2 separate regions of the Oryzias latipes genome follow, and region 2 is linked to region 1. The links are chromatin contacts, called in public Hi-C maps. All regions are on one chromosome and are shown on one strand. Each heading gives the region's core, a stretch centred on a gene start, on an enhancer-like site or on the middle of the called end of the contact. The rest is flanking DNA. Distances are from core to core; before and after follow the strand shown.

Region 1 (7,609 bases), core at 2,269-4,768:
TCGTCCCCATTGCGCCGGTGGACGGAGCAAATCGTGTCTGTGCAGAGCAATCGGACTTAATACTGTACGTTTTGTGTATGAGGGGCGGATGCGTTGTTACGTGTGGGAGCCTTCAGACTGCCATCGGCCCCGCAGCTCACACGACACGCAGTCTCCAGCTCACACGGAGGCTGTGAGCGTTTCAATGCAAATCTCTGCTCAGTCCTTAGAAACCGTTAACACGACCACGTCAATTTGTGTTTCCAGTCGTGTCCCGACAAAATAAAGGCTGATATTATTGCCACATATTTACGTGCAGCCAGCCGAGTCACTATGACTCAGAGGTAAATGCACTCCTGAGCATGCGCTGTTCTCTCCGTCACGCAGCTGACCGGCTTTTCCAAACCCGTTGGTGATTTTTTCACGCTGCTTTTAACTATTGCTTTTATCTTGAAAGCTTCATCATATTGTAGCGGCGATCACGTGCACGTTGGGTCTAATGGCACCAAAGGATTCTGGGATGCGGCTGGACATGCGTGTTTCGTTTTGTTGAACCATGACTGAAGTGTCTAAGACCTGAAGTGAGGTCCATGCTGTTTGGCTGCTTAGAGGTGTGTTGAAAAACAAATGACTTGTGTCTGATGTTAGAGAATTCAAATCATTCAGTGTGTCCAAAAATATGTACACGGCGGCCGCCAATAAAATCCAATAATTAGCCGCTTCACTGAATAAGCCGCAGGACTGTAAGCGCAGGAAAAAAGTAGCGGCTTGTAGTCCGGAAATTACGGTAAATAACCCCTAAATGCTTTGTATCAAGCATTCTATCCAGCCATTTTCCAAACATCCCTTAATATATTTTGAGAAAATGGGGTTGCTGGAGCCTAGTCCGGCTGCTGTTGGGTAAAGACGGGGTACACCCTGGACAGGTCGCCAGTCTGTTGCAGAGCCTGTAACTACGATTTAAATGTCTTTTTTTTTCTCACGTTCCAACAAATTACAAACTGGTGTCATTATTCAAATGGTAGACCCTAACCTTTAACCTATAGGGCAGCCAGAGGGAGCAGTCGACCTCTGATCGGAAGATCACAGGTTTGGTTCCCGCCCTGCCCGCATGTGCATCAAAGTGTCCTTGGGCAAGACGCAGAACCCTTCATTGTGGTGGTTATAGGTTGGAGATAGTGTTTGACAGTGGAGCCGCCATCAGGGTGTGAATGTATGTGTGCACAGGCGAATAGGAGTCTGCCTGTAAAGCAAAGTGCTTTGGGCCTTCTAAGAAGTGTTAAATAAGTATACGCCATTTACCATTTTGTCAGTTATTTTAGTTCTTTACACTGTTTTATTTAAGTTTTTAATTTTAAACAAAATTTCAAAATGAAACCACCAGCTTCAGGTGAAAAAAAATATTCCAAATCAATAATCTGCCAACTCCATTCTTCAACATTAGTCAGGTGACTGAAGCTTGCAGGTCCACTTATTTATCATAATAACAAAACAATGATTTTATCAACTAAAAGTTTTGTTTTGGTTTCATCAGACCTCAGGATGTGCTCATTCTCATTAAAACACAAGTATGTTTGGGACCTAGATGCAAGAATCAAAAGAACTCTGTCTTCTCAAAAGAAGACACTTCAAACTAAGATTCAGAGATGACAAATTAAACTAAACATTTTCTTTAACAGTCATAAAGTCATCAGGCTTTCTTGAGATCATTAAAGACTCTAATATCTGTGTGTTTCCTAGTACCATTACAGTAGGCCCATTTTTGGAGATCTTGCAGCTGTTCTTGATGTGTGGCTGGCCTTGAATTGTGGTAGGCTGTTTCATTTGCAGAATCAGTACCACATGAAGAGGCTCCTCTGTTTTCATGTCTAGATCTGTGTGAGTGGGGAAAACAGAAAAAAAAAGAAATCATGGTTGAAGAATTTACAAGGGACTCCCTTACCGCCTTTAGCTTTCCTTCTCCCAAACTTCCCTTGGTCTTTTCCTGTGTGGCTCCAGTCATGTCCCTCCTTGCTTTCATCTTATTAGAAAAGAATAAATGCTTATTTAATTGCTTAAAGTTATTGCAAGAAAGGGTTTATCTTCAATAAGACAGTAAATTATGATTCAATTACTTTTGCTAAATTAAAAAAGGGGAAAAAAAGGAAACTCAGGTGGAATTAGATTGTCTACTACTTGGTCACATCAAACCTTTCTTTTTGAACAAAAATGTATTAAATGAAATAAATTCTACCAACTATTGTCAATTAGTTAGATCAAAAGAAGAGAAAATGAATAGACTAATCTGTCTTTATGGAATCAAGATATGAAAAAAAACAGCAAAATCATTTGTTGTTAATATTCAAATATTTGTTTGTTTGTTGTACGTACAATATAGGAACATATTTAGTTTTAGTTATATAATTTGTCAGAAAGTTTATTTTGTGTTTTATATGGTGGCCTAGAAGTGCAAATCACACCAACAAGTCTCTTATCGAAAAAACGTGTTAAAGTTTTATTTTTCTTTGAGGATGACAGAAATAGAAATGTATTTGGTCTCACTGCTGGCTTGAATGGTTATTACAGTGTGTGTTTTTTGAATGTGTGGTTGTGTGTAAGTTTGTCCCCTAAAGCTTTCTGTTGCTTTTCTGATGGACTTATCCTTTGTTGCCATTTTACAAGTCACAAGTACAGAGAGATACACACGCCCACATAAACACACACACAGAAATGAGATGGTTGACCTTGTTAATGTGTGAAAATCAAACTATTCTTTTAGAAAAAAAATCCCAAAATTACAATTTGAGTTGCTGAAGTTGCTTTTAAAATCACAGGTGAGTTTTTTCAAGATAAAGGAAATTAACAGAAACATCTATAAAACACTTAAGCAGAAAGTGTTTGTGTATTTTTTGTTTATTTTTAACAGAATGTCCCCACACCACAACGTGTCCTTGTAAGAGTAGTAAGAGCTTCTAAGTGGGTACCCACAAGTATAGCCAAAGTAGACACTTTCTCTCTCACACACACACACACACACACACACACAAACAGCCTCACCATTGGCTCTGCAGAGAGAGTCCCTTGTGTCTCCATCTTTTTTTTGCCTGCAGCTGCTGGCCAGCCTGTCAGTTCCCAGGCATCAAACCTTCAGTGATGACGCCTCGTCACGCCACCAAGTGGTAACCATTTGTCTAGCAGGGTTGAGGCACAGCATGGTGTTAGAAAAGCTGTTTCAGCAACAAATTTTAACATTTATGAACAAATAAAAACATAGAGCAGTATAAACTACATATATCCCTTTTTTCAAGCCTACTAGTATACCATATATAACTTTTTTTCATTTAATCTTATGTGTCAACTTCTGCATACTTATTTTATGTCAGCAAAACATCAATTTCCTTTACAGCTCATTAGGTTTTCGACTGCTTATCTAGTTTATATTTATATTTTTCCATCTATTTAAGAGAATTAGTCCTTTCACATTTCCTGTCTTCATACTGCTTTGGCCTGCCCTCATGTCTCGACACCCTCCCCCCATCTTGGCCTTTAATCTCCCTGCTGACCTGTTCTTTTGTCTTCCTAAGAGTAAAAAAAAAAACCTTACAATCATATATAAACAAAGATAGAACAGACCTGAAGCTTTGACCATTTTGGTTACAGATGAGCTATATTTGTGGTCAGCCCTTGCTGGAAAACAATAGAATGTTTTTCTGAAACATTCAAAAAGTGCAGTCTTTTTTTTTGTTACCTGATCTGTTGAAACACTTACAGAATTTTAAGTTTTATTTTGTTATTTTAGCTAAAAAAAAGTCTCTTTGTCTTTGTTGTGTTGTTTGACTTTTTTTAAACCAGGACTTCTCCTTAAAGCAATTTTAAATATTATAAAAATAAAATAAAAAATAAAAACAAATTTGAATTTAATTGTAAGTTACTAGTAGAAAACATTTTCTCCCAACAGTATAACTTTATAATAAATGCTCTTTATAATTTTGGTTTTTATTCAAGGATTGACTGAACAACTAGACGAGAGTTTCTATTTGGCATCTAAGAAGTTGCCACAAAGAAGCCGACAAACAAAATTGCTGGAATGATGTTTAAAATCCAAAGATCTAGCAAGAAGGTGATCTTTAAAAATCTCCCAGAAATGTTCCAGTTTTTAAAAAATGCCTCAAAACAGAAATGACAGCAATGTGAAAAGCAGACTGTTTTTTGTTGCCCTCGTGTTTGTAGCTTTAATGTTATTGAGGAAAAGTATTTATTTATTCAAATTAGTGTTTAGAAATGAACACAAACTACGCTCTGATTGTCTAATGGTCAGACAAGAAGCACTCAGTGGGCACAAAGGGATGTGCCCTTATCACTTGAACAGTCTTAACAGGTCCCCTGCGTAGTGTGCAGAGATTCAGGGGATTTGAAAAGTGAAATATCTGTATGACATGCCTGCATCTCACCTACTTCCCCCTTACTTGGTGTATAAGTGTTCCCTACAACCTGTTAGCCATAGAATGCCTGTAGAAAAAAATGTACATCAGCATTTTCAGTCTATAGTAGGAATGGGCAACTGCAGGCCTTGATGGCCACATTCCTGCATGTTTTCTAACATACCCTGCTCTGCCATGTTCTTATTGGATGGACACACCTGAACCGGGTAATCAGTCATGAGTAGGGCTTGGATATCTAGAAATTATGCAGACACACATGCCCTCAAGGCCTGAAATGTCCCATTCCTGGTCTACGGGGTCACCAAGTGGTCTTTGACCTTGATGTTTTGTGAGGGCCACCTGCTTGCCCCGAACAGGTTTGCCCATTTTTTGCCCCCAGACAGCCTGTATCCACCCGTAGGGCCAGATGTGACTAAGGCATAAGATGTGATGCATGTGAATGGACAAATAAAGCAGACAAGATAAAATGTGAAGCACAGTTGTGGGTCTCATTAAAAAGACAGAAAACTTTTAACTTCCATTTTGAGTTACAGGGTTGATGGTTTAGCAATGATTGTTACGTTTTGAGAATGACCTGCCACAGCTTGAACCAGCCTTGATGCAAACACGAACACTCGGTCGTCTGTGGAGTTCAAACACTTCAACAGCCGCTTCTTCATCTGCAGAAAGCATCACTTTGAATCGTCTTTGAACATCTCTCTTCTACTCCACACCAAACGCCTGCTTTAAAATTCATCCCACCAGGGAGGGACTTCACTGTCTACAGCTACATAGACACGATTTTTAAGGGGGAATTTGGGGGATTTCTCTCCTGCAGCTTTTCAGAAAGGCTGAGGTATCAGTCAGGTGCTGATGTTACACTGATGCAACCTCTCAGCCCGCAGAGGACGTTTTCCTTGTGGACGTCAGGCTAATCAGATGTATCTGCAGCTTCAGGATCCTAAAGTGATAAGAGGGAGAAGAGGGTTTTCTGTTGGTAAATAAAAAATACAAGCTATTTACATTTATTTTAGATATTATTTTTTAATATGAATAGGTAAAGAAGACCTTAAAGTCTCACTCCAATCATCTATTGATGTATTTTAAAAGCATTCTCAGTGGTCTTTAAATTCTGTTTTTTTAGGCAAAATTAAAAAACTGTGTCCTTTTAAATGACAATTTCTGCAAAGCAGGGGGGGCGGGACTGTTGGCGAAGAGTGGGTCTGACCTCATTTCCCATCATCTCTTTGTTGACACTCTCTCCTGCTAGCTTACAGATCCTCCTCCACACATATTTCGTTTTTCTTATTCTTATATCTTAAGTTTTAATCAATAACTTCCTGGATCTAATATTTGTCACCTGTGGAGTTCTTCTTGGTTCAAAGAACTGTCTCCTTTTTTTCTTTTCGTTTCTTCTTCTTCCTGATGGCTGGCATACAATTTTTAAGTGCATGGCTGGCACGCACTGGTATAGAGTGTCTACTTTAATTCCAATGTATTTATTTGTAGTCATTCCAAAGAAATGGTTGAGGGTGAAGCTGCTTTTTATTGGAAGGACCTTACCACCCACAGCAGAGGAGGAGGGGGGAACTGGGATTGTTCATTTGAACTTTTAGTTTATAAATATTAGTTAATTTTTTGAGTTAACTAAATCCTTGTTAAAATAATGACTTAAGTTCATGTTCATGTAAAACTTCCAAAAAGTTATTTTGCGTTGTATTAGCTCCGTGCTGTTGGTGTCAATGGTCTGGCTGGCCAATATAAAACCTCCTGATGTGTCTTGTTATGCTCAGTTTGTTTTTTTTTTTTTTTTAGGCCGCTTTGGCCTGGGTTTACTGTTAAGTACCTTCATTTAATTTATTTTCAGGAAGGGTCGGCATTTCAATCTGAGTATCGATACCAAGGTAAAGTATCGACACTAGCATAATGAGATCGATACTTTCATCACAGTTTTTCTTTAATGCAAACAATAAAGTGCTTGAATTTACTTATGGAGTTCATGCGAGCGTGGTGTCTGTCTGCAGTGTTGTCAGATTGGGCAAAAAACAGCCCAATTTTAGCAAAAACTTCCCCGATTTGAGTGGAATACTGCACACTCTAGCAACTCTGTCTGCGTAAACAGCGAACGGCCACCTGTCTTGCTTCAGCTCATGTCGTGCTCTCCCCTCTCTGCTTCATCAGAGTGGGGAGAGTTATTAGAGAGCTGCATATTTGCAGCAATGGCAGGATTTTATTTTTATATATATTTTTATATTTATTTAAACCACCAAATGGATCCTGAGTGGCTGTGTCTGCAGCTCACGGCTCCACCAGGGGAGGGTGAACTGTCCAGAAGAACCTCACTTCTGTCTTGTCTCCGGTCCTGCTCCAACACTTGGACCTCTTCTCGCGCCCCCATCTGTCCCCCAACTCCATCTAAATATTGCTAATTTAGGTAAATAAAAAACTAGTTTATAATTTTTAACCTTTCCCAACCTCCCAGTCCAGGCATATTTTCACAACAGATCTATAAACCAACAAAAAACAAAATTTGCACTTTCAATTAAAAAATTGTTTGAAATTGGATGCTGATTTAATTTGTGCCAGAGGCAAAAAAATGTTTTTTTTTTAAGATTAAGCAGAAATAGAAAAGCCCTGGAGTGAAAGATCTTCACCTATAGAGAAAATTCAGTGCATAAATAGACAAAAAAACAAACGTAAAGACGACCATAAAAATGTCTGGTAACCAAAATGTAGCTGTTCGTCCATCTTTAAACTGGGACAAAAAACGCTACACAGCACTAAACACAGGCCTGGTTCAGCAACTGTGAAACCTGAGGTAGACTTCTAATCCTACATGACATCATATCATAAATAAAAGTCTCAACTTTTCCAGAACTGAGTTGTAACCATTAAATCATAAAGAAAGGCGACATCTCACTGAAACCTGTTTATTGTCAGTTTTCATTTAAGGCATTCAATCCAACAAAATATAGTTGCATTCCATTTCTATAAATTTGACATTCAAGAGTGCATTTATTCTGCAAAAATATAATAAAACATCTGAATATCTTTTTAAAAAGAAGCGTTAGAATAAGAAATTTTAAACTTTTTTAGACTTTAAACAAAAGCGCGAATACATTCTTAATCCAGCAGGTAAACAGCATTGGTCCCCAAAACCTTGAAATATGAATATAAATTTTTTTGCTCTAAAAATAAATATATATTTGAAGGTGTATTTGGTCAAAGCG
Region 2 (7,609 bases), core at 1,662-4,161, 120 kb before region 1:
AATTTTGTTTCTTTTAACAGATCTGAAATCTGTTAGCATCTGTCCGCATGAAAGCACAGCAGCTAAAACAAAAAAATGATCTTAAAAAACAAAAGTTTGAATCTCCAAATTGTATTCCTCCCCTTCAATTCCACCCGCCAAAATAAAAGCATAGAGGAACTTCTAAACAAGTGTGATGACATAAGACCACCTCTGCTTTTAGTGAAATTATTCCAATCTTTGATATTTTAGGGGGTGAATTAAAGAAAGTTGCTTTTGTGGAGGTTTTAGGAGCTCAGCATCAGACAGGTGTGCAGCCCCGCACACCAGCAGAGGCGGTTGACACTCAGACACGGTGTGAAAAAAAAGAGGAGAAAGTCACCAAAGGGATTCGCTTACGAATAAAGGAACAAAACGGAGGGATATAAAGGTTCCAAGCAAGCTTGCAATTCACCAGCGGTTTGTAATTCACCGACCTTTGTCACCATGACGACCACAAAGTTCTTCTCATCGATTTTGTATTCTTTGAGGGCCGTGTCGTCGCTGAGGATTTTTCCTGGAAAGAAGCAGAAAAGGATTTCTGAGGGATGGACGACATCCGTCTGGGTTTTACTCGCTCTGAAAACTAGAAAACGAGGATCTGTGCCGGTCACACAAATGATGGTCATTTACACAAAATCTGTTTTTAAAAGTTAATTTCTAAGCATTTATCTTTATTCTCAACCAAAATCTTTTGTTGACTCCTATTTTTCATGATATTCACTTCAACTGCAGCGCTCTACCCATTAAAGCAGAAAAGCATAAACACATCTGTCAATCATTGACTTAAAAAAACCCATAATAATCCGGCATAAAGCAGTAAATTGAAGCCCAGTCCCGTTCTGTTGATGATTTGGATCAAATGAGGCTGAAAAACAAGCAACTACTGAGCCACAAATGCATCAATCGAATCAAGAAAGTTCTTTTAAAAGCATAAGAAGCTACAGAAGTGGTTCGCTAACCTCCATCTGTCTTCTCACCAATGAATCATGGGAAAACTGTATTTTTTGGAAAGGATTGGTGTGGAAGCTTTACGTTTTGGTGCTTTTTTTGTGCTCATGTGAGCTCTAAAGGTGACACAATGATTTCTGTACTCAACTTGGAGTCCAAATGTGCACAGACGCGCAAGCCTGTTTCCCATTGTCGATCCCCATCAGTTAGGGGGGGAGGGGGCTGTGTGTAGGTCTGGGGAGGGGGTTCTATTTTAATTTTCGTGCTTGTTTTTATATTATTTATTTGGTTTTTCTTTAATGTAAAGCACTTGTAGGAAAAGCACTTTCTAAATAATGTTCGATTTGATTCAATGCTTCCTGGGTGAAGCTGATTTGAACATAGAATTTGCCGGACCCGGGTTAGCCTAACATAGGATCCAGTTGGATCCCTTCACCCTGATGTAAAACATAAAGTGCAGGTATCTAGCGATTTTATTTTATTCTGAAGTCAAAACTAAACTATGTTTGTAACGACAGTCAGAATTTTAACACTTTTTTGCCCACATTGACAAAAAAACTATTCTTCTAGAATACAAACAGAAGCAGCAGACATCGTCATCGCCTTAAATCAATCATTTTACATAACGTCAGCAATCAATTTGTAGTCTTTTTAAAGTTTCTTTTCAGCGTCTTTGAGGCTGTAACATGCATGTCAAAATAAAAGCACAGTTCGCTTTAAGACACATTTAAAATATTGAGGAACAGAACCTAAAATAACTATTTTATGGGTTTTGGTGAAACTTTATGTACCAAAAAGTACTTGTGTGTCAACAAAAGTGTGTTTGCAGCGTATCATCATTCTTGTGGTCACTATTAAACAACACAGCAAAGAAATACATAATTTAAGACAAATGACATCAAATTAAATGCATTTTTAAATATTTTAGGCTGAAAATTCTAGATTTCTGGACTTTATAGACCCGACAGTTTAAGATCTGAAGCAATTTTGTGTCAAATATGCAGAGAAATATACAAAAAAAACTTTTAGGCAAATCAAAGAGTACAGATCTTTCCGGATCTTAACCTGCCAGGACTATGGATGCAAACTGATCAGAACCGGTCTAAACATCACGTGAGTACTCAGAGGAAGAAAGAGGCAGGGAGGGACCCATCATACCGGCGTAGATCAGCTTCTGCCCGGCCACTGAAAAGCTCTCCTTCCCCTTTTCCTGCTCAATCCTCTCCTTTAACGTCTTCACCTGCAGAAGAAACAACAACACTGACAACAATGACTAGCAGTAAACAACAATACACACAGTGAGATGACTCAGCACTTCTGGAGCCATAAGGTCCAAGTTTCTGTTGTTAAGAAGGAAACCTCCTCTAAAATCTAGCTACAGACATCAACCATTGAATCTTAGCTGTTAGCAACAGATTTAGAGGAATAACGCGCATGTCCTTAAAGTTTATCGAAAGTAAAAGTTCGGAGTAAAAGATCTCTGTCATAAATGTTTAGGAACAGTGCGAAGGCTGGCGTGTAAATAGAAACAACTTTACTATCGTCATTACATTTAAGCACAGACAACAACATTTTGCCTGAGTTTTTGTATGTTATTTTAAATCAAAAGAGTATTATTTTGCTAGCGTAATGACTCTAGTCAATATGTTTTTAACAAAAACAAACAAAAAAACATTTACTGCTGTTTTAGTTGCTCCACATAAACAACTCCCGCTCGCGCATATTTCTCACCGTTTCTTCCTCATCGATGTCGATTTTGAAGGTCTGCTGTTGCAAAGTCTTTAAAGTTATCAGCATGTTGTAGGTCGGTTTACTTCTGGCTCCAATTTTAAAAAAATCTGTAAATCTAACTTGAAAGAAATCGCTTTTTTCCGTTGGCTCATTACAAACTGTCAGCCGCCATGATTTTTCGGTTCTCTTCTTCTGTGGCGGTAAAACCGGGTAACCCCCCCCCCTCATGAAAAAACACACTAGCGCCCCTGGTGGCTACACGTTGAACTTAATCAAATAATCTGCTGGACAATAAATCCAAATCAGTTGGTCCCACCACGGTTAAATTGATTTGATTGTGGAGGATATTCTATATATATTTTTCTTCATTATATTCTATATGTTTTTTTCAATATATATACACATTTTCACATAAAAATTAATCAAAACAGAATGTTATTTTTTCCTAACACTCTGAATAAGTAAGTAATACTGAAAAGTAATACCACAGATTTCATGTCATTTAAACATTAAACACACAGCTGTTTAAACAAAATTAAATTAAATAGGATTTAAAAAGTAAAATAGCATAACAATAACAATAAAAAAAATATATACAGCACAAATATTGGAGCAAATAATTAGCACTTTGACACTAAATTATTTTTTAAATTCACGTATTAAATGGTGTAGGCTGCACAATTGTATAGTGGTTAGCACTCTTGCCCCACTGGGAGAGGTTCAAATCCCTGCTGGAACCTTGCTGTGTGGATTTTGTATGTTCTCCCTGTGCATACACAGGTTTCCTCTTGGAAACCTACCGTGCCTCAATCCAAATGGTATTTGCAAATATCGAAATAATCAATTTAGTTATTTTTAAAATGATTCTATAATTTGAATAACAACTTGGCTCAAACCGATTGATCTGGTAGGTCGTGGGAATAAAAATTGATTCATGGCTTAAGCCGATTAATCTATACGCCCCTAAACGCAACCCACAGTGTTGTAAACAAATGTTTAGGAAACATTTGGTGGATCATAAAGTTATGGTGCTTATCATCACACTGTGAGATTTAACCCTTGTGCTATCTTAGATGACCCCACCCTTACATTGACGTGTTCTCCCTACCATGACAAAGGTGGATAAAGGTGGAAAGATTTCATGTAATCCATGGACACCAGTGAAGATCACAAATCACTGAAGAAAAAAGGTTCAGAGCACTGTCTAGTGGGTCTAGATGACCCAACTCCCAATAGTAAAGTGCCTAGGATAGCACAAGGGTTACAGGTGTTGTCTACGTTATTCGTGAGCCTCCATGGGAGGCTAAGACACAGGAGTGTGATGGAGGCCTGGATCCCCCCACCCACCCACTACCACCACCCACAGGATCTGCAGCTCTTGTCGAGGAGCGTGACGCCAGGAGAAACCTTGAGAAGTCTCGTCTACGGCCCAATAAGTCTGAGCTATTTTTGTAACATGAGAGGAGCTCCAAATCAGGAAGGTGGTTTTGATGTTGTGCCTGAGTAGAAATCTTTTTTTTTTTACTTTAAGACAACAAGAAATTCTGTTGAAGGGTTGCATCAAACAGCCAGATCTTTGCTGCTTTGACTCATTGAGGCCTTCAGAAAGACATTTTGCTTCCTTCTCTGCACCCCCTCTTTCATCTTTGGCTCTCGCTCCATCCCCTCATCTTTAGAGCAGCTTTGCCCACACCGGCCTTGGCCCGGGCTCTCATCAGACATTCCTCACGTAGCTCCCCTCTGGAGCGGCGCTGTCCTCCTCTCCCCTCCCTCGTCACCGTGACTGCGCCTCTCGCTTCTGTCTCCAGGCGTCGTCAGCATGCCACCGGCCCCCTCTGATGCAGTGAGCCGCAGAGATTACAATCTGATCCCTGGTGACTTGGAGATATTTTTAAGAGATGATGTTAGACAAGTGAAATAAAGACTGAGCACAGCTAAAGACGACAGCAGAGGAAGTGTGGAGGATGGAGGCTTTTGGAAAAGCCGGCAGTCGTTGAAGACTGGCTGATGAGGCTGCGGGTTTGTGTGAAAGGAGCTGCGATTTCTGGTCAGCAGAGCTTCTGCAGGGTTTGGAGTGGAGTGCAGAGAAAACGGAGGGGTGTAGCAGACAGTGAAGGTCACAGGGGTGCCTTCTCAGCTCAAAGCTATTTCCTGCTAACAAGAAGGTGCAGAGACTGTTACCGATTTGAACAGATGCTCTGCAGTCACTTGTGCAGGAATTCATTCTGTGAAAACTTGTGACAGAGCATCATCTCAGCTCTGCATCTACAAGGTCCAAAATGTCCCTGATCTTCATCCGAAAACACCAGGATTATGACTTTATGCAATCATTGCTGGCATATGACAGTGTCTGAAGGCAGACACTAACATGAGTCAGCAGATTCTCTCAAGAAAAACCCTAAGGGGCAGCTGAGGGTTACTCAAAGGGCAACTAAAATCTTATTAAAGACCCTCTCCAATGAAATAGGCATTTTTAACATGTTTTGTGGAATTTTTTTAAGGATTGAGTACATATATAAAGAAAAAAAAGAGCTCAAAGTATATCTTTATTCAAATCGTTGGGATTCAGGATCAGAGGAAAAAATGCCGTTGGAAAAATCCTGTAGCAGCGACGCAGGAGCTACAGTGGACACAAGCATCCACTTCCAGATACACAGATCCATGGATTTCCTCGTCTGAGCTGGCATCTGGAACAAAATTGTACATCTGGAAAGCTCCCACATTTTTGTTACCGTTAAAGTTAGCTTGGGATTGGAAAAGAGGTTTTCCTCAGGGGATTTTTAAAAATGGCAGAAAATCAATAAGTGGATTTATAATTGCTTTGGTCAAAGAATAGGATTTTAAAATAAAATAAAAGCTTTTTTTTTTAACCCAAGAGTTTTTTCTAATGTGTTAAATATTCTTATCACCACAGTGGACATCAATATCAATATATATATATATATATATATATATATATATATATATATATATATATATATATATATATATATATATATATATATATATATATATATATATATTTAAATAGTTTTTTCCGTATTTCTTTAATATTTAACTTTATGATATTCTTTCTTTGCAGAACTTTGGTGACCTGCTGTCTGTAAAAATGATCAGATATACAATTTGTTTGGGAGTTTTGCTCTTTTTGCAGTTTGAGAAAACGCTAAAAGATATGAAAAAAATGCACCTGTTAATTTTTAATAAGTCCAAATCCGATGATTCTTTAGTCTATCTCACAATTAGTCTATTCTTTTACTCAAATATACAATAGTTTGATGTTTACATTAGAAAAGCGGTTGCACGGTGGCGCAGTGGTTAGCGCTCTTGCCTCACAGCAAGAAGGCCCCCGGTTCAAGTCCCGGCTGGGGGACATGAAAAACAGAACATCAGTGGGGGACCTTTCTGTGTGGAGTTTGCATGTTCTCCCCGTGCATGCGTGGGTTCTCTCCGGGGTCTCCGGCTTCCTCCCACCATCCAAAAACATGCTTCATAGGTTAATTGGCAACTCTAAATTGACCATAGGTGTGAGTGCGGGAGTGAATGGGTGTGTGTGTGAGTGAGGACATTCTACCCTGCAACAAACTGGCGACTTGTTCAGGGTGTCCCCCCTGCCTTTGCCCACAAGTGGCCGGGATAGGCTCCGGCAGCCCCGTGACCCCGAAAGGGATAAAACGGTTAAGAAAATGAATGAATGACATTAGAAAAGCTACACAAACATTTGTGCAGATAAGGACCCAATACTCTGTTATCTGATAACTTTATTATCAAGTTAAAAAAAGACAATGAATTACAATATTTACAGAATATCCAGAGATAAATGGAATAAAATTGTAAACAATCATTCTAGGCAACATCACAACCCACCATCAGATTTATATGGGAAAAAAGGCAAGAAGGAGAAATCCTAGTTTCCAACTATGGAGACAACAGTCTGAAAGGAGAAATGCATCAGAAACCAACTAAACATATATACAAGTATCCAGTGTTTTCAGCAGGGGCTTCACTTTGGGTAAACTGGGAAGATTTACAGCCCAGAGGCTGCACACAGTGAGGGGATTCAGAGTCATTTTTCCATTCAAATAACCACACAACAACAAACGGTGTTGGCTCGACAGCTTTGCACCCAGATTGTCCCAAGCGGTCTCCTGCTTCCCGTTGGATTTGGGTGACGAGCTGCCTCACGGAGCTTATTTCTACAACTACGGTTCACTCTCAAGACAAGACGAGCCGGGCCCGCCAAACACAAAGCGTTGAGGTCACACGCTCCTGCGGCGTCTCCAGGAGCGGACGTCGTCTCCACCGACCGCTGGGGTGGAGTGAGAGCGACGAGGCGGGGTTCACCTGGAGTGTGAGAGCTGCAATCCCCCCCCGGATGGACAGTGGAGTGTCAGAATAGAGGCTGGCCGAGGATTTAGGCCAAGCCCAGAGGAGGAGAAAGCAAGTTCAACTGGAGGGAGGTGAAGGCGTGCGCGCCTCTTCGGTTACCGCTCTCATTACAGTACGAAAGGAGGACATTTTTCTTCAAAACCAGACATTGTACAACAGTGTAATAATGTTGGACAGGGGCTTAAATCCCTTAATCCCCCCCCTTAAGGAGAAGTTGTTTTTTTTCCTTTCAAAAACTGAGAACACCTAAAGGAAACCAGGGTTAAAGAATCCTTTCTGAAACAGCACAGTTCAAACACTAAACGAGTAGTTTGTTTCTATACATGGCTGCAGACATGAAGTCCACCCGGGTTCTGCTCCAATTCTAACCGTCCAGACCCAGATTTTTACCGTCCACAGAGAAGAAGCAGCAAACGCAGCAGGCTTGGTTGAAATTTTGCTACCAAGTACAACTTCCGCATGAGTTTTAACGTGTTATTTTCAGGCTTTTGGCCGGTTTGTTTCAGCTTTTTTAAATAGA

The links. Hi-C and Micro-C count contacts between places; a contact is called where the count stands out from the background.
Region 2: a contact with region 1 is called in a Hi-C map of embryo, with 2.4 times the contacts expected there. The contact joins the promoter of rad23b here to the enhancer-like site in region 1. A contact is called at or near these places in 3 of 5 Hi-C or Micro-C datasets (embryo and gastrula embryo).

The regions. Positions count from the first base shown.
Region 1 is chr12:9,162,785-9,170,393 of ASM223467v1, reverse strand. tmem38b (trimeric intracellular cation channel type B) reads right to left here. Exons shown (of 6, transcript XM_004074581.4): 6 at 7,294-7,609. Among protein-coding and RNA genes, the nearest start is that of tmem38b, 13 kb to the right of the region's middle. Within about 2 kb of position 3,518, at least 2 of the 8 cell types and tissues checked have an H3K27ac peak or open chromatin away from gene starts, as enhancers often do. A contact at or near this core is called in embryo and gastrula embryo, where this site is marked.
Region 2 is chr12:9,285,962-9,293,570 of ASM223467v1, reverse strand. rad23b (UV excision repair protein RAD23 homolog B) reads right to left here and starts at 2,911. Exons shown (of 10, transcript XM_004074582.4): 1 at 2,701-2,911; 2 at 2,128-2,209; 3 at 456-535. The coding sequence starts at 2,766. znf462 (zinc finger protein 462) reads right to left here. Exons shown (of 13, transcript XM_011481600.3): 13 at 6,444-7,609.